Linked DNA regions of Mus musculus: regions 1, 2, 4, 5, 6 and 7 are each linked to region 3. Evidence: chromatin contacts called from public HiChIP or PLAC-seq and promoter capture Hi-C data. All regions are on one chromosome and are shown on one strand. The core of a region is the stretch at or near the end of the contact, and the rest is flanking DNA. Distances in the headings are between cores, read along the strand shown. Region 1 holds the start of Mfng (MFNG O-fucosylpeptide 3-beta-N-acetylglucosaminyltransferase). Region 2 overlaps Cacng2 (calcium channel, voltage-dependent, gamma subunit 2). Region 3 holds the start of Kctd17 (potassium channel tetramerisation domain containing 17). Region 4 holds the start of Txn2 (thioredoxin 2). Region 5 holds the start of Card10 (caspase recruitment domain family, member 10). Region 6 holds the start of Sh3bp1 (SH3-domain binding protein 1). Region 7 holds the start of Foxred2 (FAD-dependent oxidoreductase domain containing 2).

Region 1 (3,333 bases), core at 671-3,170, 340 kb after region 3:
TCACTGAGGATGGGGAGGCAGAACCTTCCACGCAGGTGGTCAGCAAGCTTAAGCCTCCTGGTGTAGCCTCTTAGAGAAGCTGGCACCTTGGACCTGGGTGCCTGATTGGCCGCTGGGAGAACCTAGGACACACATTTAGGCACCAGCCTCGCAGCCGGTGGCCCTGGACCGGCCGTACCCCAGTAACCCTGGCAGCTCTGATCTTGAGACCTGGTAGAGAAGGGGCCCAGCTGAGAAGCGGAGAGGGTGTACCTCTGTGCTATGCCCCATAGGCCTCCTGGGTGACTCTGGCCAGCCCTTCCTTTCAGGGCAAGGGCACCATCGCCGTGAGCAAGACGACAGGAAAGCGCCAGGGACCATGTGAGGCTTTACTCCCTGGTACACACAGACGCAGCTTCATAAACAGGAAGGTCTGTGCGGAGGGCCAGCCCTGCTGGCTTCCGTGGAGGAACCACGGTCTCCTCCAGACAAGAAGGGGGGAGGCTGGGGGGGAGGGGTTGGGGGCTACAGGGAGCTCTACCAGGGAAGAACTCATGCCTGTACCGGACATTATGCCAGGAAACGGGGAGGGGGAGGGCATCCTTTTCAGGTACCCCCACCTCTCCCTCACTAAACTACCTCCTCTCCTTGGCCTCCCCACCAAAGGCTCAGTCACTTCCGCTCACAGAGCCAGCAGCCACCATGGGGACATAGTGTGTGTGTGCACAAGTGCATGAGTTCTGCTACCTCCCCTGACGTGGTCCCCAATGCCCCCCATACCCACACCCATCCCTGGCTTTGCTTGATGGGGTCTTGAGTATGGGGAGAGAGACTCTGCTTTCAGGAAACACACTCATTACTCTCATGCCTTCTTATTACTGTATTTAGCATGCCTAGCCCTGTGTATGAGCACAGGTATACACACACACACACACACACACATTCCATATGCCTTGGCAGATCTCCCCTCACCTTGACCTCCAGCCCACACGACCTCACCCACTGCCTCCCATCCCAACCACAGCACAGGAAACGGAGAAGCTAGACAGGGCCCTCACACCCTGGGCAGCACAGCAGGGCAGGAACTGAGAGGAAGCCTCCCTCAAGCAGGCCCCACCTCCATGTCTCTCCAGCATCCACATCACACCCCTGCCTCACACAGCCCCATCCATGCCCAGAGCTGAGGTGCGCAGCTACTCGGTCCTGGTGGGTTTTCACCTTAACACCCACCAGAATCTTCAGGCAAGTTAGGGTCAAGAATCTAGGAGATGAGGGGGACCCAAGAGGAGCCTAGGACAGAGGTGCCACATGGAACCCAACAGAGATAGACCTGTGAGTCTAAGGAGGCCCTGGAGTGTGGCAGTGGGGATGGGGGTGGGCACGGAAGAAGTGGAGAGACCCCAGAAGGAACCACTCCCTGGTGGTCAGCTTTTCCCCAGACCACCAGGAAGACCCCTGGGAGCCCCCCAGCCAGGAGTGCTCTCTCAGACTTCAAGGCAGCCCCCGCCTGTCACCTGTTGCCTGATCCTGGAGACCCACGTGTCTAGTAGCAGGTCCAGGCGGGAGCGATGGAAGGCCCAGGTAGTCTTGACTGCGATGAAGATGTCGCCTAGCTGCAGCTCCAGGGGTCCTGGGTTCCGTTGGTTCAGCCTGAGCGCGCCCTGTATCATCCTCTGGGACAAACTTGAGTGGTATCGTAGAGACAGGAGCCCCACGCACAGGAGGGTAAAGAGGGCTCCCGCCATGCCCCGAAAAAGTCGGCAGTGCATTGGTAGCAGGCCCCCAGACAGTTCAGCCCCCGACTCCCCAATCAGTCTGGGGTGGGAGGCTGGTCAGGAGGGGGCCCTGGTACAGGCAAAAGTCTGGCAGGCATCGGGGGCACACACCAACGGGAAAGGAGGAAGCTGGGTCTCTGGACCCAGAGACTGAGCCACCACCGTCCTGCCAGCCGGCAGAGGCCACCAGCCCGCCACCTGCTCCTCAGCCCTCCCTCCGGGCCACTTAGCTCCTGGCCCCGCCCCTGCCTCAGCCCGAGGGGCGGGGCTAGGCCTGGGAAGCCCCAGAGGCAGCTGCTGGGAGCCACCCACTGGAAGAGGCACAGGGCCCTGCCAGCTGCTGCAGCCACACCAAACCCTCCACGAGGTGGGAAGAAGCCACTCCAGCCTTCCTATGCCTCACAGTCCTTTCTCTGGCTCCTAGAATAGCCAGGATCCTGTCCAGCCAGCCTCAGGTCCTGGCTCATTCTCCCTCCTGCTGGCCCTTCCCATCATCCACCATGCATCAGGCCTACATCTATCACAGGGCCATGCCCACCATAGCATGCTGCCTAGATTCTTGCTTTCTTTGAATCTTTACACAGACATTATTTCTGCCATGAGGCTTTTCCTGCCCATTTTAAACAGCCCTCCTTCCCAGCCCCCAAGCCTAGACCCTTCTAACTTCTTGCTGTATGGTGTATTTTACATATTTATTGTCTTACTTATGATACTACTGAGGCAGGGGGTATTCTCTTTTGTTGACTATCCAGAACCCAGTACGGTACCTGGTACATACTGGGCACTTGATCAATACTTGTTAATTATGTTAATTAAGCACAGGAAAGTGCTTGGTGGCTGTGAATGGATCTAAGCCTGCTAAAGGCTCCTGGAGCACTAGGACAATGAGGTGTCAGCCTCAGCCTGTCCCCTTCACAGCTCACCTCCTCAGAACAGTGCCACCAAGGAAAAGCCTAGGCTTGGGGCTGGGTTCAGATCCCAGCTAGGGCCACAACCTGGCTGTATGGCTGTCGACAAGATACCTCTATCATTTACGAAATGATGGTGAGGGACTCCAAGATGGCTCAGCAGGTGAAGGTGCTTGCCACCAAGCCTGTGGATGGACCTGAGTTCAATTCCCAGGGACATGCCCCCTCCAGCAAGTTGTTCCCTGGCCTTGTGTGTGTTGCCACAGCAAGTTGTGTGCATGCACATCTGACAGGTGTGCATCACCATAGCAAATTCCTTAAAGGGATCTCGGGGCAGGTGAGAGGTGAGAGGGCTCAGCAGAAAAGGCAGCTTGCTGACACGCTGACTGCCTGAGTTTGATTCCCAGGACCCACATGACAAAAAGGGAGAACGGCTCCTGAACCTTATATACACAGTGCACTCTTGCTATTGCATGCGCGCGCGCACACACACACACACACACACACACACACACACAGTGAACATTTTTGTAAGTGAAATTCTAACCTCAAAGCCCAAGGACACCTCTTCCAGTCTGTCTCTCTAGACTGCTCCCCCGGAGGTAACCATGCTCACTCTGGGGGCTGTCTCTTGGGGACAGCCACACACCCACAATTTGCCAGGCTCCTTA
Region 2 (3,117 bases), core at 16-2,515, 430 kb before region 3:
GCCCAACAAGCAGACGACTGAGACAGACACAGATATTTACATTCAACCATTGGTCTGAGAGGCCCAACAAGCAGCCAAAAGAGCCAGATGCATATACTTACACTCAACCAATGGACAGAAGCCAAGGACCCCTGTGGTTGAATCAGGGAAAGGTTGGAAGAAGCTGAGGAGGAGGGCGACCCCACAGGGAGGCCAGTAGTCTCAACTAACCTGGACCCCCAGATCTCTCAGATACCGAGCCACCAACCAGGCAGCATACACTAGCTGATCTGAGGCACCCAACACATATACAGCAGAGGACTGCCTGGCCTGGCCTCGGTGAGAGCAGAAGCACCTAACCCTCTAGAGACTTAAGGCCCCAGGGAGGGGGGAAGTTCTGGTGGTGTGGGGGCGGGGATGAGGACATCTTCTTGGAGACAGGAGAGGAGGAATGGGATGAAGAACTGTCAGAGGGTGGACCGGGAGGGGAATAGCGACTGGACTGTAAAAAAGATTAGAGAATAATAATAATAGTAATAGTAACAGAGCCAGGATTATATATTCCAACAGAAAGATACCAATGAGGCACCATGGTGTGTGTGTGTGTGTGTGTGTGTGTATGTGTGTGTGGTGTGTGTGTGTGTGTGTGTGTATATGTGTGTGTGTGGTGTGTGTGTGTGTATATATGTGTGTGTGGTGTGTGTGTGTGTGTGTGTGTGTGAGATGTCCTGAGGATTGAGTGTGTGACAGACACAGTTTTAGGCCTTCTCTGTCTCCTCAGCCAATGAAGAACACTTTACTTCTATTGTCCAGAGGCTGAAACTGAGGCCTAGAAAAGTTTGGCTGTCTGTCCAAGTGTTGTGATCTCAGGCCTGTCCGTCTAACACATGGCATTCCCCTGCCTGGGCTTCGTACATTCTCTGAGCTGGATCAGGGTGAGCTTCCCTGAGAGAGCGATATGGATTAGTGGGGAGCAGCTCTCAAGAGAGCGGAGGCAGCTGCTAGGAGTGTCTGTGGGACAGAGACAGCACCAAGTGGTGTGTAGGACAAGTGGCTTGTTTAGTGACGGACAGGGCCAGGCTCACAGGCACTCGTGGAGGGACTTGAGGACCCATGAGAGAGGAAGCTGAGAAGGTTCAGGCCTGGTCCAGAGCCAGGTGGAGCCTCCTGGGTCACGAGGGGACTTGTGGGTCAAGGTAAAAGAGTGTGCCTCTGTCTTCAGAGCAAAGGAATTCACGGGCATTTAGATCTGGGAGGGCTGTAGAGGATCTGATTTGCATCACAAGAAACAAAGTCAAGCAAGATTGCAGGCCTGAGGGGAAAGCTGCTGCCCACAGCAATGGGGCTGCTCCAGTGTGGGCGAGCTCCAGGTTACCAGCAGAGGGGAGTTAGTCTAACAGACTCTTGGGTGTCTCAAGCGGCTAAGTGGGAGAGAGAAGGTAACTTTTTTTCCCCTTGTGGTTTTAGACTTACAGGCTGGCTGGAAAAACTATATGAAGACAAGGAGAGAATAAACTTTGGAGTGTGAAGCCAGGCCAGAAGGGTGAGAAGAGGAGAGGAGAAAGAAGGAAGGAGGGGAGGAGGAGGAAGGAGGGAGGAAGGAGGAGGGAAAGGAGAATCTCCACATTTAGCCATCCCTAGTTTGAAGTCTTCCTGGGCTACATCCATGGATTGTAGAGCAGACAGCTGGGGCTCAGAAAAGCCATGTGTGTTAGGCCGTTTATGTGGATTTTATAGACACAGAGGAGGAATTCCTGTCCTTAGCCCTAATACCTGAGGCTTGGGGATCCCCAGTGTGTAGCCACTGTCCAGAGAAGATGTAAATCCCAATGGATTCTCTCACAAGCCGCAGCAACCAGGAGACTCGAGGGTGCTTTTGTAAGCTAAGTGTTTGAGCCTTCTGGCCCTTTATGGCTCTCTTTCTTTACCTCTTTCCTTCCCCCTTTGACAGGGTCTTTGTAGCGCAGACTGGCTAGTTGTGTAGCCCAGGCTGGCCTCAAACTCTGATCCACCTGCCTCAGCCTTCTGGGTGCTGGGATTTACAGGCATACCAAAGTTAACTTCGTGTTTTCTGTGTTGGTGGCAGAAGTGACTAATGTCCTGACCGATGGGGAAGGGCCATGCTTCGGAAGTGGCCTCTTGTCTCAGTGGGACAGAGGTGAGTTGGGGTACGTGGATGAATAAGGATTAGGTAATTCGAGCCAACATTTCTCTTGTTAGTCTGCTTTGCCTGCTCCTCTTGGCAAATCATGGTTATGATCTTGGGCCTCAGGGAGCCAGCTCTTAGGGCCATCACACTGAAAAGTTGCTCTTGGGGGTGGGCACAGCCGGTGGGTAGCGGCACTCAGAGGCCATGCTGTTCTTTTTCTCCATCTGGCAGAGTGGGTGGGTGACACTCAGGAAACAGGGGTATAGGAAATCCGGCCTGCTGCTGGCCCTTCTGTTTCTCTTTCTCTTCTCTGGCCTCAGGTCTGTACTCTGCTGGCACTGTACTAGGGGATACCTGTGGACCCCAACTTTGTGATCACCCTGTATCCCTAGGATCCTTCCTCCAGGTCAGAGCACCGTCTTCTCTTGGCTTGTACACCAATAGTCACAGTGGTTAGCACACTGAGGGTAACTCCTCAGTTTCTGCACAGTGTTGAAATCTATGAGTGTTAACCCACTGGGACTTGATCCCTTTTAATGGGTTCATGTGTCAGACATGCTAGGTTGGGAGGAATTTTCTAGTCTCTTGTACCCTGCCTTTACCCCCTTCTTGTTCCAGTTGGTTAGTGTGGCCAATCACCATAAAAGTGGATGGGTAATGGAAGTTGTGTGTGTATGTGAGTGTTTATGTGTGTGTGTGTGTGTCTGTGTGTCTGTGTGTGTGAGTGTGTGCTGGAAAGCGAAAGATGTAGAGAGACTGGCAGAGAGAGAAAGGAGAGAGAGAGAGAGAGAGAGAGAGAGAGAGAGCGAGCAAGAGCAGGCCGCTTCACTGCCTATGTGTTTTGTGCCTGGCTTTCCCATCTGTGTGACAGGGAAATAGCCATACTGGCCTCAGGGTGACTGTGAAGGTGAGTCAGGCTGCTCTCAGGTTGGGGATATAGTCAAGCACCCATTTGTTCTCTGTAATGCCTTATGGGAGATTTGTTGGGG
Region 3 (3,202 bases), core at 24-2,523:
TTAATTGATGTGGGAAGACACAGCCCACTGTGGGAGACACCATTCCCTAGGCTTCAGCCCAGGACGGTGTAAGAGTGGAGACAGTGAGCTGAGTACAAGCATACATTTGTTCTCTCTCTGCTCTTGATTGTGGATGTGGCTAGCTGCCTCGAGGTCCTGGAACCTAGACTTCCCTATAGCAAAGAGCTCATATGGAATTATGAGCCAAATAAACCATTTTCTTCCTACGTTAGCTTTTGGCAGGATGTTAATATTACATCAACAGAAAGTGAAACTAGGCCATCCCTAAGTCAGGTCTTTTTGTACCTGCTGTGTTGTCCTAAAAGGAACAACTGTCCTCAGGAACTCACTGAACAGTGGGGTGAGAACAGCAGTGACCATGTCCCCCAAACAGGATCCTCCCCCTCCCCTGTTTCCTCTCCATTCTGCTAGCCCAGCAATCACCTTGAATGCCAATGCTAGAGTGACCATTTCCAAACCCTAAGCCCATTCCTCCTTTGCTGAGAGCTTTGGAGCCTCCCCAGTCCTGCTGCACACCCCACACTCCCATCAAGGAAAGGCATCTGGGGGGCCTGGGCATCTCAGCATCATGGGGGAGGGGGCTATTCTAAAACTCCCCTTCCCCACTTTGTAGAGCCGATCCATGCCTCATCTCCAAGCTTCAGGTCAAGCACATATGGAAGCCAAGTGGCACCAGAGAAGCCAGTACCTGAACTTCATCTTCTGAACGTTCACTCTTTAAGCAGACTCCGTAGCATTCAGACTAGACCAAGACTGGCATCCAGAGCAACCCGGCAGGGATGCAGGAAGCTTAAAGGAGTCATATGTATGCTCACACAGCTTCTGGCACACAGAAACGTTCAGCCAGCCCTAAGCCCAACTACATATCCTCAAAGAATTTAGGAAGAGGTGGTGACTATACCTCATCCCCGTGGTCTTTGCCACACACGGGACAAAAAAGAAACACTGCTGATGTGGCTCATGCACGCATATGCACACACGCACATGCTCACACACAGGCGCGTGCGCCTATTTTTAAAAGTAGGTTCAGGTAAATATAGGAATTTCTGGAGGAAGAAAGTTCTTCTCAGGTCAGGTATTCCTCAGCTGGGGCCCCCGTACAAAGCAGAACAAATGGGGGGGGATAGCCAATGAGGAAATCACTGTTTTCGCAGGGCCTTCTGCAAACCAAGCAGTCTGGCCACACGGAGAGACCAGATGATAGATCACCAAGAAAGGCAATGTGGGGCGGGACGTGCTGTCCGAGCAACACCAGGACAAGCGCAGAGCATCCCAGCCCTGGCTCCAGACTACAGCTCCCGGCATGCCCTGCACCTGGTACTCGCCCGCGGCGTGCGGAGGGAAGGATGCAGACAACGCGGCCGGCGATGAGGATGGAGGCCGGGGAGGCAGCGCCACCGGTGGGGGCGGGCGGCCGCCCCGGGGGCGGCTGGGGCAAGTGGGTGCGGCTGAACGTGGGGGGCACGGTGTTCCTGACCACCCGCCAGACGCTGTGTCGGGAGCAGAAGTCCTTCCTCAGCCGCCTGTGTCAGGGCGAAGAGCTTCAATCGGACAGGGTGAGCCCTGAGCCCGCTGACAGGGGGGTCCTGGCCCCGCGCTCCCGGGCTGTCCCGCCTGCGCGTCCCTCGGCCTCTGGCTTTCCTAGGATTCTGAGGCGGGGAGCCGAGGCAGGAGGAGGGGGAGGAAGAGGAGCCGAGAGGAATAGCTATACCCATTGCCGTGGCAACGGGACAGCACAGGCCGCAGCCATTTAGAGCTTTGGAGAGCTGCCCCAGATCCGGGACGCTTCCTTACTGTGGAGCGCTGGGGAGGGACCAACAAACCGGGCCTGCCTTACTGCCCTGGCTGACTCTTAAAGGAGTTGATGCGGCTGCTTCTCCCCGCCCTTAGGGTGTGGGCAGCTGAAGGGTACAAGGAACTAGATGGAGGAGGCCTGGGTGTCTTGGAGCTGGGCTTAATGTAGGGAAGAGCACTGGCTTTGGAGCTATCACTTGTGGGCTCACCCTGCTCTCCTGCCAAATTCCCAAATGACCAGGGAGGAATCGGGAGGAGAGGGGAACTTCCCTGCTCTCTGACTTTGGCCTCCTAGTGTGCAAGGCCTCTGGAGTTGGCTTGTCAAAGTCCCCTGTCCCCCATTCTGTGGCCCTCTTACACTGTGCCCTTGGGTGAGTCCCCTGTCCCTTGATGTCTCCGTCTTCTGTGCTGGGTTGTCCAGATCCCAGTCCTCCCTGCAGGCTGCACTTGTCCAATCAGAGTGCAGCTTCTTTGGAAACTTGCAAACATCTAGTGAATAGTGGGGTTGGCTGGGGGTGGGGGTGGGCGCGGTACACAGCCTCCAAGAGGGAAACTTTCCTAAGAGGGAAATTCACTGGGTCCTGTGCTGAGAGAGAGGTAAGGGGCCACTCAGGAATCCGGTCACCCTCTATACTCACATCTAATCCTCTGACTATGGGAGAAAGAAGCAACGCTCCAGAGGCCAGATGATTGGCTCAAGGTCACACAGCCTGGAAAAGGCAGAGGCAGGGTTCGAACCCAGATCCTTACTGCTTTCTTCCTGCTTCCTCTCTCCCTGTAGCCATTCTTCCAGCCAGCCTGTGGTGACTTGAGTTTATGTGTGTGTGTGTGTATGTGTGTATGTGTGTGTGTGTGTGTGTGTGTTAGGAGGGGTGGGGGTGGCTGGCTTGGGGAAGCTTGCACACCCCTCACTTCCTGTGGTCATCTCCTCCACAGGATGAGACCGGGGCCTACCTCATTGACCGTGACCCCACCTACTTCGGGCCCATCCTGAATTTCCTCAGGCATGGAAAATTGGTGCTGGACAAGGACATGGCCGAGGAGGGTGAGTTGGTCCATTGCGCTGGTCTGGGTCTCTACAGCCTACCGGAGCCTTCAGGGGAGGCCTAAAAAAATTGTCTTGAAGCCAGGACAGTGGCTACATTTCCCCATTATTTTCTGCCTGTCCCAGAGTGGAGTCCCATTCTCCAGGTCTCGGCAAGACCGACAGACCCCCGTGGTCACTGGGTAAATGGCAGGGAAACAGGAAGTGGTAAAAAGGAAGCCAGCCAGGTCCTGAAACATCTGTAGCCTTTGGGAATGTACGTCCTTCCTCCCTGGCCTCTGGCAAGCCAGGCGTAGCCTGTGATGCTCCAGGCTGGATGGGGGAAGGGTTGGGTCTTTTTTC
Region 4 (3,288 bases), core at 47-2,546, 500 kb before region 3:
TGAAAGTCCACAACAACTGGTGTCTCACTGTTGACAACTCTGTCTTGAAAGTCAGGTCCATCCTGGACGTTAAAGGTCGTCAAACAGACTCTGGTGGTGTGTACTGTCCGGGCTGGGCTGGGCATTACTGTTAGACCACCAGCATTGTACTGAGGGGTCTGCAGGGTCTTAGAGGTGAGGGAAGCCCACACACCCTGAGGAGGCTTCCTGGAGATGACTGAGGTCAGGAACCTCCCCAGGAGGAGCCGCTGAGCCATCTGTGGGAGCAAGAGGCAGGAAGAGCTGGGGCCATGCAATAGGAAGTCAACACACTAGGAAAACAAAGAATTCTGGAATAATGAGGTGTTGGGAACATACAGAATTGGAAGCAAGATGCATGGAAATACTGTAATATATGATTTTCAAAGGCCAGGTGTGGTGGGGCCCACCTGTCAATCCTCCTCCTGGGAGGCGAGGCAGGTGATATAAGGCAAGGTCAGTTTGGGCTAGACAATAAAACCTGGTCTCTAAAACCTCCCCACGACAACAAAAAAAAAATATCTAGAGGTGAGTAAGGAGTCAGCATCACTGAATAGACGTTAAGTTAGAAGGGCAGAAAAACTGGGTTGACAGCCAAAAAGAAATCAAGGCTGAGGTGGAATTATAAAAGGTCAATGGAGGGAGGGACAAGGCTCAAGTGCCTTACATCACTGTGTATAGCCCAATGCCCCCCCCCCCCACACACACACACATCACTGGCTCTCTCTGATCAACTCTGAAGAAACCTTATAATACCGTCCATACTCAGGGCAACAGGTAGGTTAAGTGCCATGCCCAACGTAGGCCAGTTTTTAAAGTACAGCTAATTGGAACCCAAGGCCGTCTGTAAAATTTTTATCAGTCATTCTTTTAAAAAAGTGTTTTTATGGGAAATTAAGGAAAGGGAAGCTGTCGAAGAATGAGCGAAGAAGACTCCCAACTACGGAAGGAGGAACTGAGAGGCGTAGGAACCGGCCATGGGGTACCAAAGTGAAGCGGGTGGCATGTGTACGGAGGGAAGCCCAAAGAATGGACACGTGTTGGGGAGGGTGGGGGACAGGGAGACTGGGAGCACAGGACGTGCAGCTGCCAAGGCCACCTCCTCCCTCTAGGGGCATCCCCCTGCCGATCGCCTTCCTGCAGAGAAGCGCGCCGCCAGCCCGGCTCAGCCCACCCCGCAAGGGCTCCTACCTCCCGGCAGTGCGAGCAGAGGGATGCAGAGCCCAGCCGGCCTGCCCGTCAAGGGCACTCCTGTTGTCACTTCCTCAGGGGCAGGTCTAGCGTCATTTCCGGGAAAGACTATGCGGACGACGTTTCTCTGCAACTTGGGGGCGGCTCGGTTTTTTTCACCAATGAGGAGGACGGAAAAATGTAGGGCTGAAGGGGCGCGACCGGAAGGAATGGGATCGTGGAGGAGGGACCGGAAAATGTGTGGGACCAGTGAGGGAGGAGATGGGTGAGAGGGCGGGAAGGAAGGAGTGGCTTTGGAACAAGCTCCTGCTGTGTTGCGCCTCTTGGCATTGCCCACCCTTGGATCTGAGCTCTGGAAAGGGCTGGAAGGCTGTGTTCACTTTAATGCCGAGGAAGCTCTGTTCTCGACAGAAGCTTAGTGTTAAAAGGAAGAGATTCCCGGGCTGGGGTTATGGCTCAATTGGATTCCTGTCTAGCACACCCAAAGCCTGGCTTCTCAATACCAAGTAAACTGGGTGTGATGGCACACACCTAATCCCAGGACCCCGGAGGGCTCAGGAGTTCAAAGTCATCCTCGATACTTAGGAACTACGTGAGATCCGGTCGTGTGTGTGGTGTGTGTGTGTGTACACATGTCGCATTAAGGGGTTATTCTGCCGTTTTTGATTCTTTTCTGCCCAACCTAACTTCTTATGATTGAGCAAGTCCCTCTGCCCCTAAGGGCTGGCGGTACTTCTAAAGCCCTTACCTTTTGTACTGTCATGTCTTACTTTTTGGAACTGTCAAGGAAGCACTATCCAAGGTAAAGTGTAGGGCTTTCTCTCCATTCCCACTGGCATGAGTGACTGAGGTGTAAGTCCCTCATTTATGCATATTGTAACCAGTATTCCAGCCCCTTACGATCGGGGAACACGTTGCTGTCCACCTTCCCTTCCATACCTTTGCTCACTTTGAACTTTGTCTCTGGGTACTTAGAACACCTGCTCACCTTATCTTCTCTGAATAGTACTGCTTTCTTCTCACTAGCGCCTGCTTTATAATCCTCCAGAACACATGGACAACGTCTCTTTCTGAGAGTAGGGACTTGTGGTTGTCTCATCTGCATATACTTAGCGCCAACCTGGTACAATGCCCAGCACAGAGAGGCTGTTCAATAGACACTAAGTTGAGAATCTTTGCGCACCTCAGCAAGTGGTTTCTGTCAGAGGGGTTATGTGATGTGTCCCAGCAGATGGACTCCATCTACCACCCTATTTTAACCCACTCTCTCAATAATTAGTGGTTTGCTGAGGCGTCTTTGTGTTCTACATCTGCAGTTGTGCCTGGAAGGCTCTCCCAGAGCTCTCTGAGAAAAGTGCTACTAGGTACTAGATTCTGCACTGTCTCTGGGTCCCTTTTCTGTCTGCTCCAGTGGAGGTCAGCCCTCGTCTTTGCAACTGACAGCCACCAGTCTCTGTTCATTGTTTTGTTATCTGTTTCTTTTCTTTTTTTAGATGTATTTATTTTATGTATATAAGTACACTGTCACTGTCTTCAGGCACACCAGAAGAGGGCATCGGATCCCATTACAGATGGTTGTGAGCCACCATGTGGTGGAATTGAACCTCTGGAAGAGCAGTCAGTGCTCTTAACCACTGAGCCATCTCTCCAGCCCTCTCTCTTTTACTTTTGTCCTCCCTCTCTCCCCCTCTCTGTCTTCTTACTTCTTTTTTCTCTCCTCTCTTTCTACCTCTGTTCTCTCTCCATCTCCCCTCCATCCTCTGCACCTCTTTTCTTTCTTTCTTTCTTTGATAGAGTCTCATTTAACCCAGACTAAGTTTTAGGTGGTGCTGGAACTGAACTAAGCACGCATTTTGTCAGCTGAGCTGCATCCCCACTTTTTCTCACTCTTTCGTCAGCCCTGAAGTGTGTGTGTGTGTGTGTGTGTGTGTGTGTGTGTGTGTGCAAACACTTTGGCCCGCAGAGTAATGATCCAAGATCTGCATGAGGCAGGAAGGCAGCCTAGTTCAACACGACTCAGTAGCTGGTGTTGGGTCAGACTTTGAGAGTTCGACACTGGGAGGTTTATTTTAGGCATAT
Region 5 (3,209 bases), core at 442-2,941, 370 kb after region 3:
GGCCAGGCTTGCTTCTTTATCCACTAAGCCATCTCATTTATTCTTGAACGTTTACATGAGAAACTAGCCATACCATTCATAAAGATGATTAGAGAGAGAGAGTCATGTTAAGCACATGGACTCTGAACTCTGGGGCCCTGGGTAAACTTCTGCAGTTGGTGCCTCAGTTTCTTCATCTGTCCAATGGGTATAGTGAAAACAGACACCACCACCCCCAGTGCAGTTGGGGTAAGAAAATTCTGCTCTGGTGGCAAGGATGGGGCACCCACTGAGATTGCTCACCAAGGATCATGGAGCAGCGTTGGGCAGGTTCCTGGCCAGTGAGCAGCGTGAAGTGTTCTGGGTAGTAGAATTCCAGGGCTTCCAGGAAGGCCTCGAAGCCCCTCTTGCCCCGGCAGCGTAAAATGTCTATGAGGCGCCCTGAGGGTAAAGGTTGTGACAGGGGTCAGGATGAGGTCTTCCCCCAGTGCCCCTGCTCTCCACCCCGACAATGCTCCAGGGCCTACGTTCCCCAGATTTTTGGGCTGTGACACACACCGGGGCCTGTCCCAACACATCAGGGAGCAAAGCTCAGTCTGCCCTGGCTAGGAACACCAGACCCTCCCCAGAGCACCTGCACTGGAGCAGGTCCCCAGCAACCCCTACACACACACACACACACACACACACACACACACACACACACACACACACACACACACGTTACGCATGCCCGGGGGCATCGGATGCCTGCGTTTCCCAGGCAAAATGCTCTCATTGACTTAAGTTCCCTGATACTTTTAGTCCCTCTGACAGTCCTGGTACAAAGACGCCCAGTGGGAGAGGAGCCTCGGAGAACTGAGCCCGGATTTGAGCTCTTGAGAAAAACTGATTCTTTAAGGGATACACAAATGGGACAGAGAGAACCAGAGAGGTCAAAGAGCACAGTAAAGATCCCACAGGGGTCGCCATCGGCACCGGCAACCACATCCAGCTGTCTGCTCTGGAGCGGGCCTAGGAAGGGAGAGGAAACCCCTGGCGGCGGGCTCACCGGTACGGTTAGCGCGGCACGGGAAACGGTAGGTGCTGAGCACCTCCTCCTCGTCCTGTTCGTCCAGGACGCGGCACTGGCGCAGATACGGCGTGAGCTTGGCCGGATTCAGGGCGCGCGTCAGTCGGTGCCGGACGCCCTCGATCCGCTCCCACAGCGCGTCCTCTTCGGCCTCCGACCCCGAACCCGCCCCAGCCTCCTCGTCAGCCTCGCCCGCGTCCGCCCGGCCCTGCATGGCCGCGTCCTCCGAGCCTGCGGGCGACAAGCACGGTGGGCACGGAGCCGCGGTCACCGCACCTGGGCGTCGCCCGCGGGTCCCGGCGCTGTCGGGCTCCGTCTTCCCGGGATCCCAAGCTGCTCTGCCTGCACCCTCCCGGGTCCCCGAGAGGTCACGCCCGCGTCCTCCCGGGCGTCCCGTCGGCGTCCTTTCACGTCCCCACGCTGCTGTCCCGCCCGTGTCCTCCCCGCACTCACCACGGGCGCTGCAGCTGCCCTGAGCTCCCGGCTCTGTGCTCGGCCGACGGCTCCGGAGGCGCGACGGGGCGGTGCCTTCGGGGTCATTGGCTCCGCCCCCAGCCCGGCGGCCTCCCGGGCCACCCAACATTGCCCGCGACCCGCTGCGCTCCGGTCGTCCTCCCGGCCGCTCTGCGGGCCAGCCGCGCCTCCCCACCCCCCACCCCCGCTTCCTGTTTCCCGCCGGCTCTCCGGGCCAGTCCTGGCGGGGTCCGCACGGCCCTCCCACACCTGCCCGGCCCCCGACGGGGCGGAGCCGCCACGCGCGCGCCCACACCCCGCGCGCCACCGCCAGGGCCACTGCCGCCGCTGCTGCTCACCTTGTCCCCCACCATGAGCACAACACCAGCCTGCACCCTCTACAAGCCCGACTCCCGGTGCAGCTGGCCACCCGGAACCCTGAACGCGACAAGTGTCCGCTCCACTAGCCACACACGCCCTGAAGTCAACAGGTCACACCAACTTAGCGAGCTCTGGGCTCGGACCTCATATACAGAGCCCCATCATTCCCACTTAAACTCGCATGGTAGGTATATTCACTCTGCTGAAAGTCACATAATACATATCTGTCTTTCAGGAAATATCTGCAAAGTGTGGGACAGGGCCTCAGAAGCTAGCAGAACTTTCACACGTGTCCATGTTCTGGGATAATGGCCTTACAAGTGTTGAGCAGGACTTCGACCGGAGACAGACTACTCACGTGCCTCTCCCTCCCACAAACACCCTGTGCCTAGGCACTTGAAAGCCCCGGTCAGCTGTGAGTCTCTCTCTGTGTGTGTCTCAGCTTTGCATTCATTTGCATCCTGTTCCCAGCTAGGCCTCTTATCTGCCGGTGACCTGGACAATTGCCCCTCCACAGTCTCAGTGTTCCCGAACACGCTGCCAAGAGCTCACATCTTTCACCAAGCCCAGGACAGCCTGTGTGGGCAGCAGAGGGGAGGGGTCATGGGCACCTTTCCAAAGAAGGGAGTCAGTCCCTGCAAGTGTCCAGACTGACTGCACTTTCATTCCTGAGTCAAGTTGATGGCACACGGGGACCAGGATGCTTGCATTTCTAAATGGCCGTTCCTGCGGGGTGGGAGGGAGTGTGGTTAAAATCAATTACATTTGAAAAGGCAGCGTCAAAACTCCCTTCTGCCTTGGAGACTAATACTCCCACAATAAGGTCCTGTAGTCACATGCTAGAAGCTCTCTGGGCACTGGAAAGTGCCCTCGGGGTGGCGAGAACAGGGTTAAGAGGACACAGAGGATCTGGAAAGATGTGTAGGTCCCCAAAGCCACCCATACTTTCCGAATTAGATGCATCACTCACCCAAGGAAACAAGGTTGACCACAACCCCTGAACAGCCCCTGCAGTAAAGAAACTAGTTTACCTACATAACCTAGTTCCTTTCCCAGCCTTGAAGAACCACAGACTTTTGCTGACTTGGTTTTGTTTGGAGTATCACCAGTTCACCTGCAGAAGCAGCTCTGTAGAAAGGACTGAATTCTAATGCAAACCTATCCCTTTACAAAGGAGGAAGCAGGGGCCCAGAGAGAGCAAGAACTTGCCACACACTGGATCCGCCCTGGCCTCTCTCCCCTCCCCAGGCTCGGTTCACACTAGGCTCCCTCCCAAGGATCGCCTCTCCTCTGCTGACCCTGATACCCTGACTCTGGCTCTCAC
Region 6 (3,337 bases), core at 71-2,570, 470 kb after region 3:
AAAAAGAAAGACAAGGAAGCTGCTCTGCCTTCTCAACTCCCCATCAGAGAGCCAGGATTCCACTGATGAGAGGCTGTGGCTGTTCCTGGCCAGTATGTTCTGGCTGCAGCAGCTGCTGGGACCCCTCTGGGCTCCTCCCACACTCGATAGGACTTCTTAAATGGGGAAAGCGGCTGAGTGAACACCATGTGCCAGACCTGTGCTGGGTACACAGAGATGTCTGGAGCAAAGGGAAGTCTTTGAGGAGCACACCAACTCTCTACCCCCACACAGTAGGTGCTCAAGTGGTATGGCTCTGAACTGAAACTAAGAGAGCAAAGCTTGGTGTGGTGCACAGGGCTTCCTGTAGTCACCCTTCCCCCTCCCAAGCCTGAAGGGTGCATACTGAAGTCAGCTTGCAGTTGCCCACCGGCTCTCTTGCTCTGTAGCTATGAACACCTATTGTATGCTCAGGCTGGTGTTCAGCGGAACATTTCAAAGAGAAAATCGGGTTTGGGGGTTCAGAGCAGCACCCATACATATCAAGGCCTGACAAGAAGGAAGGGCAGGCGCCTGGGACATTTGCTAAAAGAAATGAGAAAGAGTTTTACAAATAGGGGAAGCGGTCAAAGCTTGGGACTCTTTAAAGTGTAGAGTGACAGGACCTCAAGGGCTGACGAGCAGACCAAGCAGACCAGGGTATCTTGTTTACCCTGTGGCATAGACTGGACAAGGACAGTTGTCCTACCAAGCTACTATACACAATGAATGCAGAATTTTGGGGACTGATCCAAGGACATTAGTATCTGGTAGTCCCAGGTACCCCAAGTTCTGAGCCAGTGGTCCAGCAGGCAAGGGGGATGGTCAGGGAATAGTATGGTGGAGAAGAAGTCCCCAGGCAGCATCCCCTAGTGACTGGCCTGCACAGGTCCTGAAGGCCTGTCCCTTCTAGGCAGCCTTCCTTTCCCTCTAAGAGAGCAAAGGTTGTTTATACCCAGGGCGGTGATGGCAGGAGCAGCTTACCTGCTTCCCGCCACCCGCCGCGGTGACAGGACAGGCTGCGGGAAGGAAGAGCCCGCACTCAACTGCGGACCTCAGAGAGACAGACCGACGGACACTCGGCAGGCGGGTCGGACAACCCGGGGGTCGTTGAGGCCCGGAAGCAGAGAGAGAGAGAGAGAGAGAGAGAGAGAGAGAGAGAGAGAGAGAGAGAGAGAGAGAGAGAGACTCCAAACTTGAGAGAGAGAGAGACTCCAAACTTGGAGAAAGGAGTGACCTGGGGGCCGGGGGCGGAGTCGTGAGCGGGGGAGGAGAGCGCCCGCGCCAGCGCCAGCACCAGCCAGAGGAGCGCGCCGGCCCAGGAAGCCAGAGCGCCGCCCACCCATCCGGGGCGAAGCGCGCGGGGAAGCAGGCTGGGCCGGGGGCTGCCAGCCTCAACCCCCAAGGTGACTCCTCGGCCCCCTGCCCGGACCCAAGATGATGAAGAGGCAGTTGCACCGCATGCGGCAGCTGGCCCACACGGGCAGCTCGGGACGGTGAGTGTCACCCGCTTCTAGCCGTGCTATCGTTTCGCAGGACCTGAGCGAGCGCAGGAGAGTGGGGAACTGGTCACAGAGGTCGAAGATATCTAGGCAGCGGCCCTCTGGCATGCCAGAGCCCTGACCTCGTTTCCTGGGGTCTGAAGTCACTGTGGTCGCACAAGCATAGCTGGCTTTTGCGGGCGGTGGAGGGGGAGCGGGGGAAGGCACCTCCATTCCCGGTTGGAGAGGCTGCTGCAGAGAGCAGAATGCGTCCTGAGCCAAGACGCTGCCTGGAACCTCATTTGTCCCCTCCGGACAATGGGAACAGTTAGCCACCTCTAACTGGAGGGAAGGGGAGGAACGGAGCCGATCGGGGGCCCCAGACCCTGGGGGAAGGGACTGGCAGTGTTCTGGCCTGGGGAGGAGGGGCCTGCTCTGCTCTGGGTGTCCGTCCCCTCCCCCAACCCAGGGGCCTCCTGCCATTTGGTCCTGCTTCTGCTTTTCGTAGGCTCAGGTAGAGACACCCCTTGGTCTCCTCGGTTCCCAGCCCCAAAACTATGGGAGCGGAAGTTTGGGGAGTTTCTCGGAGCCTTTCTTTCTGTCCCTCTTCCCCAGCCTGGGAGTTCCCCATTCTTTGGGCCCAGAGAGGTGACCGTGTATCCAGAAACTTGATCCAGACCTTGCAGTGACACAAACACTTATATGTACCTACGAAGCCAAGCCACTCTGCCCTGAACCCATGTCCCTATGTATCCTTGGGCAGAGTCCCCAGACCTGCCCACAGCTGCAGTCCAATGTCGTATGCCTGTGGGCCTGGCCACCCCGGAGACCAGCTTCCACACTTCCCGTTCTGGGGGCCAGCTTAGGCCTCCTCTTTCCGGGCCAGGCAAACTATTTAGGGGGATGGGGAGATGAGAAACTTTTCCTCTGTCCCGAAGTTGGGCCCTGGGTAGCTCCCTCCTGCTTTTTTCGGTGTCATGGGTCCACCCTCTCCCAGGACACAGCCCTGGGTGGAGGAGGAAGCAGGCATGCATCCTCTTAACTACCATGGAATGTGCTCCAGCTACGATGTGGACGGGCCACCCAGGCTTGGTGGGTCCTGGAAGCATCTTGGGTTCAGGTTCCATGTGCAGGGGTTAGAGGGAGGCAGTGGGTTCCCTAACCCAGACTGACTCATCCAAAGCCCCCTTCCCCCACAGCACCCCGGAGACTGCCGAGTTTTTGGGTGAGGACCTGCTGCAGGTACGTGCCTGGGCCTGGGCGGGCTGGGCTGGGAGGCAGGCCCATGCAGGCTGTCAGTATAGAGGCTGGCAGGCGGGGACAGCAGTCAAGGGCCTGGTTGTGTCATTCCCTGCTGGCCAGGGAAGGCCCAGGAGGGAAGAGAAAAGTGATTCTTGTTCTAGGGGAGACACAGTATACAGTCCTCACACGCCCCGCCCCTGTACCTCCCAGGTAGAGCAACGGCTGGAGCCAGCTAAACGAGCAGCCCACAATGTTCACAAACGGCTGCAGGCCTGTCTGCAGGGCCAAAGCGGGGCTGACATGGACAAGCGGGTGGTAAGTGGGGTCTCTGGGAGGAGAGACCTGTGTGGTGAAGGATGGGGTGGGAATGACCCCCCCCTGGGTGGGCTGCAGCTTCTGAGCTTTGCTCTGAGCTAGTAGGCCCCCAAGCGGTCTAGGTGGGCGGAACACCTTGGGAGCTGAATGGAGGAGGATGCTCTGTTACTCAACTGGGCGGCTATTGACTCCTGCTACTCTGTTGCTAAGACGGCTTGCTGATGCATTGTCTCCCCACTGCTGGCAACAGCCCCTTGTACAGTCTACTGGTGTATAATGGG
Region 7 (3,129 bases), core at 615-3,114, 470 kb before region 3:
TGTGTCCAACCCGTGGCCTCTGGGCCACATGGGATCCAGGATAGCTATGATTATGGCCCAGTATAACTTGCAAACTTACTTAAAATATGAGATTTGTGTATATGTGTGTTTCACAACTTGGTTGCATGGTTTTAGAACTTGAAGCCTGTGAATGAAAATATAAAAAGGTGCCGGGCAGTGGTGGCACATGTCTTTAATCCCAGCACTTGGGAGGCAGAGGCAGGTGGATTTCTGAATTCGAGGACAGCCTGGTCTACAGAATGAGTTCCAGGACAGCCAGGGCTACACAGAGAAACCCTGTCTTGGAAAAAGGAAGAAAGAAAGAAAGAAAGAAAGAAAGAAAGAAAGAAAGAAAGAGGGAGGGAGGGAGGGAGGGAGGGAGGGAGGGAGGGAGAGAGAGAGAGAGAGAGAGAAAGAAAGAGTAGTAGTGAAAGAAAGAATATGTAGTGTAGTAGTGTCAAAAGGCTGGACCTGCCTGCATGGGTTGCTGGCTATAAGCTAAGCTCACAGGCAGTATTCAACACCACAGGACCATGGCGAAGGCAATAGAGCCTGGCAAATCCTGTACGATAAATTGCTAGATTTCCCCAAACATACTCAGCCACAGCTTTGTAAGGACGCACCTTAAAAAAGTTTTGCTTGGCACTGAACCCCATTGGGAGCAAGAAGTAGCCCCTTTCTCATTCTCTCCAATCTCGAGGCCAATTCGGCTGTGTCCTGAGGCTCCTTACCTGCACTGGTAAACCTGGCCCTTCTGGTCCGTCAGAATGAAGTAATGGCCGTTCCAGGCTTGTGGATCCTTGTCCAGGGTCACATGGGTGATGTTTGTGTTGTATAACACATGGAGCCCCAGGCGCCGCGCGAAGTCACCCAGGTAGCGCACCATGTCGCTGGCGTCGGGGAAGTAAGCCTGCGAGTAGTGTCTGAAGAGCAGGTGTGGGTCGTCGCTGAGCAGCGAGTTCCAGTCGTGGCGGAGGTTGAACTCGGCGTTGGCCTTGCCCGTGTGCCGCTTGTTGATGCTGATGAGCTTGCGGTGGCGCGGGTAGCGAGTGAAGAAGCTGCCAGGTGCGGACTCGCGTTCGAATACCTCGTAGTCCCTGCCGGCTCGATGCAGGAAGGCGGCCATCTGCAGGCCCGCAGGACCGGCGCCCAGGACGCAGTAGTCCCGGTGCGGACGGGAACACACTGCCAGGTGCAAGGCTAGGGCCACCAGCAGCCCCGAGGGACCCATCCTGCAGCACAGTAGAGGAGAGGCCTCGCACCTCGTGGCTGGCAGCTGGTGACAGCCGGCTTTCCCGAGGAACGAGAAACCAGGCGCTTGAGCCTCCCAGGGATCTGGAGCGGGGCTAGTACTGAACCCCGGGACCTAGGGGCTCATCTATCCCGTCTCCATCTCTTTCAGGTAGGATCAAGGGCCCACAGGAATTCTGAATCCCCAGCTCATCTCCATAGTCCACTTTCCTAGGGTGTCAGACTCCCTTATTGTCATGGTAATTTCCACCCCAAAGGAGAGGCAGTTTCCCCAATTTCCACTCATTTTGGATGTGCCCTGCATTTTGGGAGGAGGTCTTCCCAGGTGGACCCTTCAGAGGTTCTGGTTGGTCTACCCACCTTTCACCCTGGGGGTGGGGGTACGGGACCCTGAAGGAGGTGTGGCTTCTAAGGCCCCGCCCCAGCCCCCCGGATCACGTGAGGATGCCCCAGCACACCTGCCGCGGTCTCCGCTATCCCGCACTGCTTCTGGCGCGTGCGCGGTCCCCAGGCTGAGCTTCCGACCCGCACGCTGCCGCCACCGGTAGCCCAGCGATGCTCCCACGACAGGCTGCAGTGGAGGGAAGCTACGGCTGACTCGCGCCACAGCGGCCACGCCCCTCCCCACTCCGGGCCAATAGCAGGGGGCGGGTCACGTGTGCCACGCGCAGCACGCCGGGACTGGTGGGGCGGCCGGGGCGCGAGTGGCGCACACGTGCTGTGAGCGCTGTTTCTGAGGGTAGAGGTGCCTTGGGGAACAGCAGGTCCATGATGGGACGCCTGGCCCTTCCTTTTGATTTGTACTAATCCTTGTGCCAGAAGATGAGAGATTTTTGGAGAAAACCTTGCCATTTATATCCCTTTATTACTGTAGAAGACTGAACCTAATTGGCCAGTCAATTTTGTGGGACTGAGGAGAGGCCAAGACAGATGAACCAATTATTGTCTTAGAGTCTTGATCGTTCAGTTGTACGAAGGGTGGCCAAGGGAAGCGATTCCCAGCACTTTGTAACTGACTCGTCAATACAAAGTGACAAGGTTTGCATAAAACAAAGATAAAGCTAAGTGGGTTTTGAGACAGCATAGTGGCTCACTCTTGTATGTCCAGCAATCGTGAGACTGAGACAAGAGGACTGTGTGAAATCCTGCTTCAAACTCCCCAACCCAGAGGCTCAAACTGCAATTCTGTGTAGGAAGGAGGATTTGAATATTCAGGCTAGCTCCCTAGACCAAGTTACTCACCTGGCTAATTAGAATACTGTGTGCCTTTTGGAGGAAAGGATAGCGACCTTCACAAGGCGATGCAGAAGCTGAGGGTTCTTAGGAAAAACATCTGGGAAGGACTTTACCAGCTTTGCGTGACTGTAGCTGCTTCCCATTAAAAAGGAGCCTTGCTCCTGGAAGCCTAATCGGAACCCCGCCCACTTGCAGCTTCCCTCATTTGCCCTTAGAAATTTACGTTTATGATTTTCCTGGTGAAAGAAAGCACACCCGGAATGCTGGTGTTTTCTTTAGAGCCTGCACTAAAGAAATCCGCCCTGGGGGCAGACATAAACTTTAGTTTATTGTCATTGTGGAGACCTCAGCCCACAGGTTTAGTTTGGAGCTATCCTGGGTAGACAAGGTATCTCACCGAAAATAAAGCCGAGCATTTCATAGATACTGTGGAGAGGATGGGCAGGCACCAAAAGGAACTAGAAAGTTGGTCTGCCTTTGGTGATGGAAATGGAATGATCAGGAGCCCCACGCCTGGCTAAGGTGCAGGATTCCCAGCCATTGATCTACAGCCCACAGCGCAGGGCTACAGGAGCTTCTTGTAGGTGGATTGGACCAAGGGATCTGGATTCTGGGCCACTCCTGAAGCCCAAGACATTTGTC

The links. Promoter capture Hi-C pulls out the DNA fragments that hold promoters and counts their contacts. HiChIP or PLAC-seq counts read pairs in DNA pulled down with a chosen protein or histone mark.
Region 1: a contact with region 3 is called in an H3K27ac HiChIP or PLAC-seq map of embryonic stem cells, with 3 times the contacts expected there. The contact joins the promoter of Mfng here to the promoter of Kctd17 in region 3. A contact is called at or near these places in 8 of 39 promoter capture datasets (the 3T3-L1 cell line, 3T3-L1-derived adipocytes, the C10 cell line and 4 more), 2 of 15 datasets of contacts at CTCF or cohesin (the NIH/3T3 cell line and large pre-B cells), 1 of 484 Hi-C or Micro-C datasets (group 2 innate lymphoid cells), 5 of 115 datasets of contacts at active chromatin or transcription factors (embryonic forebrain, embryonic stem cells, large pre-B cells and 2 more) and 4 of 9 other capture datasets (embryonic stem cells, liver, macrophages and 1 more).
Region 2: an H3K27ac HiChIP or PLAC-seq map of embryonic stem cells shows a contact between it and region 3, with 4 times the contacts expected there. The contact joins the enhancer-like site here to the promoter of Kctd17 in region 3. A contact is called at or near these places in 1 of 39 promoter capture datasets (pre-B cells) and 4 of 115 datasets of contacts at active chromatin or transcription factors (embryonic stem cells and forebrain).
Region 4: a contact with region 3 is called in a promoter capture Hi-C map of hippocampal neurons, with 8 times the contacts expected there. The contact joins the promoter of Txn2 here to the promoter of Kctd17 in region 3. A contact is called at or near these places in 17 of 39 promoter capture datasets (the 3T3-L1 cell line, 3T3-L1-derived adipocytes, the C10 cell line and 11 more), 4 of 484 Hi-C or Micro-C datasets (the N1E-115 cell line, cerebral cortex, cortical neurons and 1 more), 6 of 115 datasets of contacts at active chromatin or transcription factors (astrocytes, embryonic stem cells, forebrain and 3 more) and 1 of 9 other capture datasets (embryonic stem cells).
Region 5: a contact with region 3 is called in an H3K27ac HiChIP or PLAC-seq map of epiblast stem cells, with 2.1 times the contacts expected there. The contact joins the promoter of Card10 here to the promoter of Kctd17 in region 3. A contact is called at or near these places in 2 of 39 promoter capture datasets (hippocampal neurons and pre-B cells), 1 of 484 Hi-C or Micro-C datasets (bone marrow-derived macrophages), 2 of 115 datasets of contacts at active chromatin or transcription factors (epiblast stem cells and pancreatic cancer cells) and 2 of 9 other capture datasets (adipose tissue and liver).
Region 6: a contact with region 3 is called in a promoter capture Hi-C map of neutrophils, with 2.0 times the contacts expected there. The contact joins the promoter of Sh3bp1 here to the promoter of Kctd17 in region 3. A contact is called at or near these places in 1 of 39 promoter capture datasets (neutrophils) and 1 of 115 datasets of contacts at active chromatin or transcription factors (pancreatic cancer cells).
Region 7: a contact with region 3 is called in a promoter capture Hi-C map of hippocampal neurons, with 4 times the contacts expected there. The contact joins the promoter of Foxred2 here to the promoter of Kctd17 in region 3. A contact is called at or near these places in 6 of 39 promoter capture datasets (the 3T3-L1 cell line, the C10 cell line, hippocampal neurons and 2 more), 5 of 115 datasets of contacts at active chromatin or transcription factors (embryonic basal ganglia, embryonic forebrain, forebrain and 2 more) and 1 of 9 other capture datasets (embryonic stem cells).

The regions. Positions count from the first base shown.
Region 1 is chr15:78,771,525-78,774,857 of GRCm38.p6, forward strand. Mfng (MFNG O-fucosylpeptide 3-beta-N-acetylglucosaminyltransferase) reads right to left here and starts at 1,921. Exons shown (of 8, transcript NM_008595.2): 1 at 1,494-1,921. The coding sequence starts at 1,748.
Region 2 is chr15:78,000,351-78,003,467 of GRCm38.p6, forward strand. All of the region lies in intron 2 of Cacng2 (calcium channel, voltage-dependent, gamma subunit 2), which reads right to left. Among named protein-coding and RNA genes, the nearest start is that of Gm46520, 10 kb to the right of the region's middle. Within about 2 kb of position 1,266, at least 13 of the 459 cell types and tissues checked have an H3K27ac peak or open chromatin away from gene starts, as enhancers often do. A contact at or near this core is called in embryonic stem cells, where this site is marked.
Region 3 is chr15:78,427,291-78,430,492 of GRCm38.p6, forward strand. It overlaps Kctd17 (potassium channel tetramerisation domain containing 17), which reads left to right and starts at 1,274. Exons shown (of 8, transcript NM_001289671.1): 1 at 1,274-1,577; 2 at 2,752-2,860. The coding sequence starts at 1,368.
Region 4 is chr15:77,927,698-77,930,985 of GRCm38.p6, forward strand. Txn2 (thioredoxin 2) reads right to left here and starts at 1,297. Exons shown (of 4, transcript NM_019913.5): 1 at 1,210-1,297; 2 at 1-257. The coding sequence starts at 257.
Region 5 is chr15:78,801,351-78,804,559 of GRCm38.p6, forward strand. It overlaps Card10 (caspase recruitment domain family, member 10), which reads right to left and starts at 1,692. Exons shown (of 21, transcript NM_130859.2): 1 at 1,505-1,692; 2 at 1,031-1,282; 3 at 283-420. The coding sequence starts at 1,634.
Region 6 is chr15:78,898,448-78,901,784 of GRCm38.p6, forward strand. It overlaps Sh3bp1 (SH3-domain binding protein 1), which reads left to right and starts at 1,321. Exons shown (of 18, transcript NM_001316684.1): 1 at 1,321-1,514; 2 at 2,699-2,741; 3 at 2,952-3,056. The coding sequence starts at 1,456.
Region 7 is chr15:77,954,858-77,957,986 of GRCm38.p6, forward strand. Foxred2 (FAD-dependent oxidoreductase domain containing 2) reads right to left here and starts at 1,865. Exons shown (of 9, transcript NM_001017983.2): 1 at 1,710-1,865; 2 at 732-1,232. The coding sequence starts at 1,231.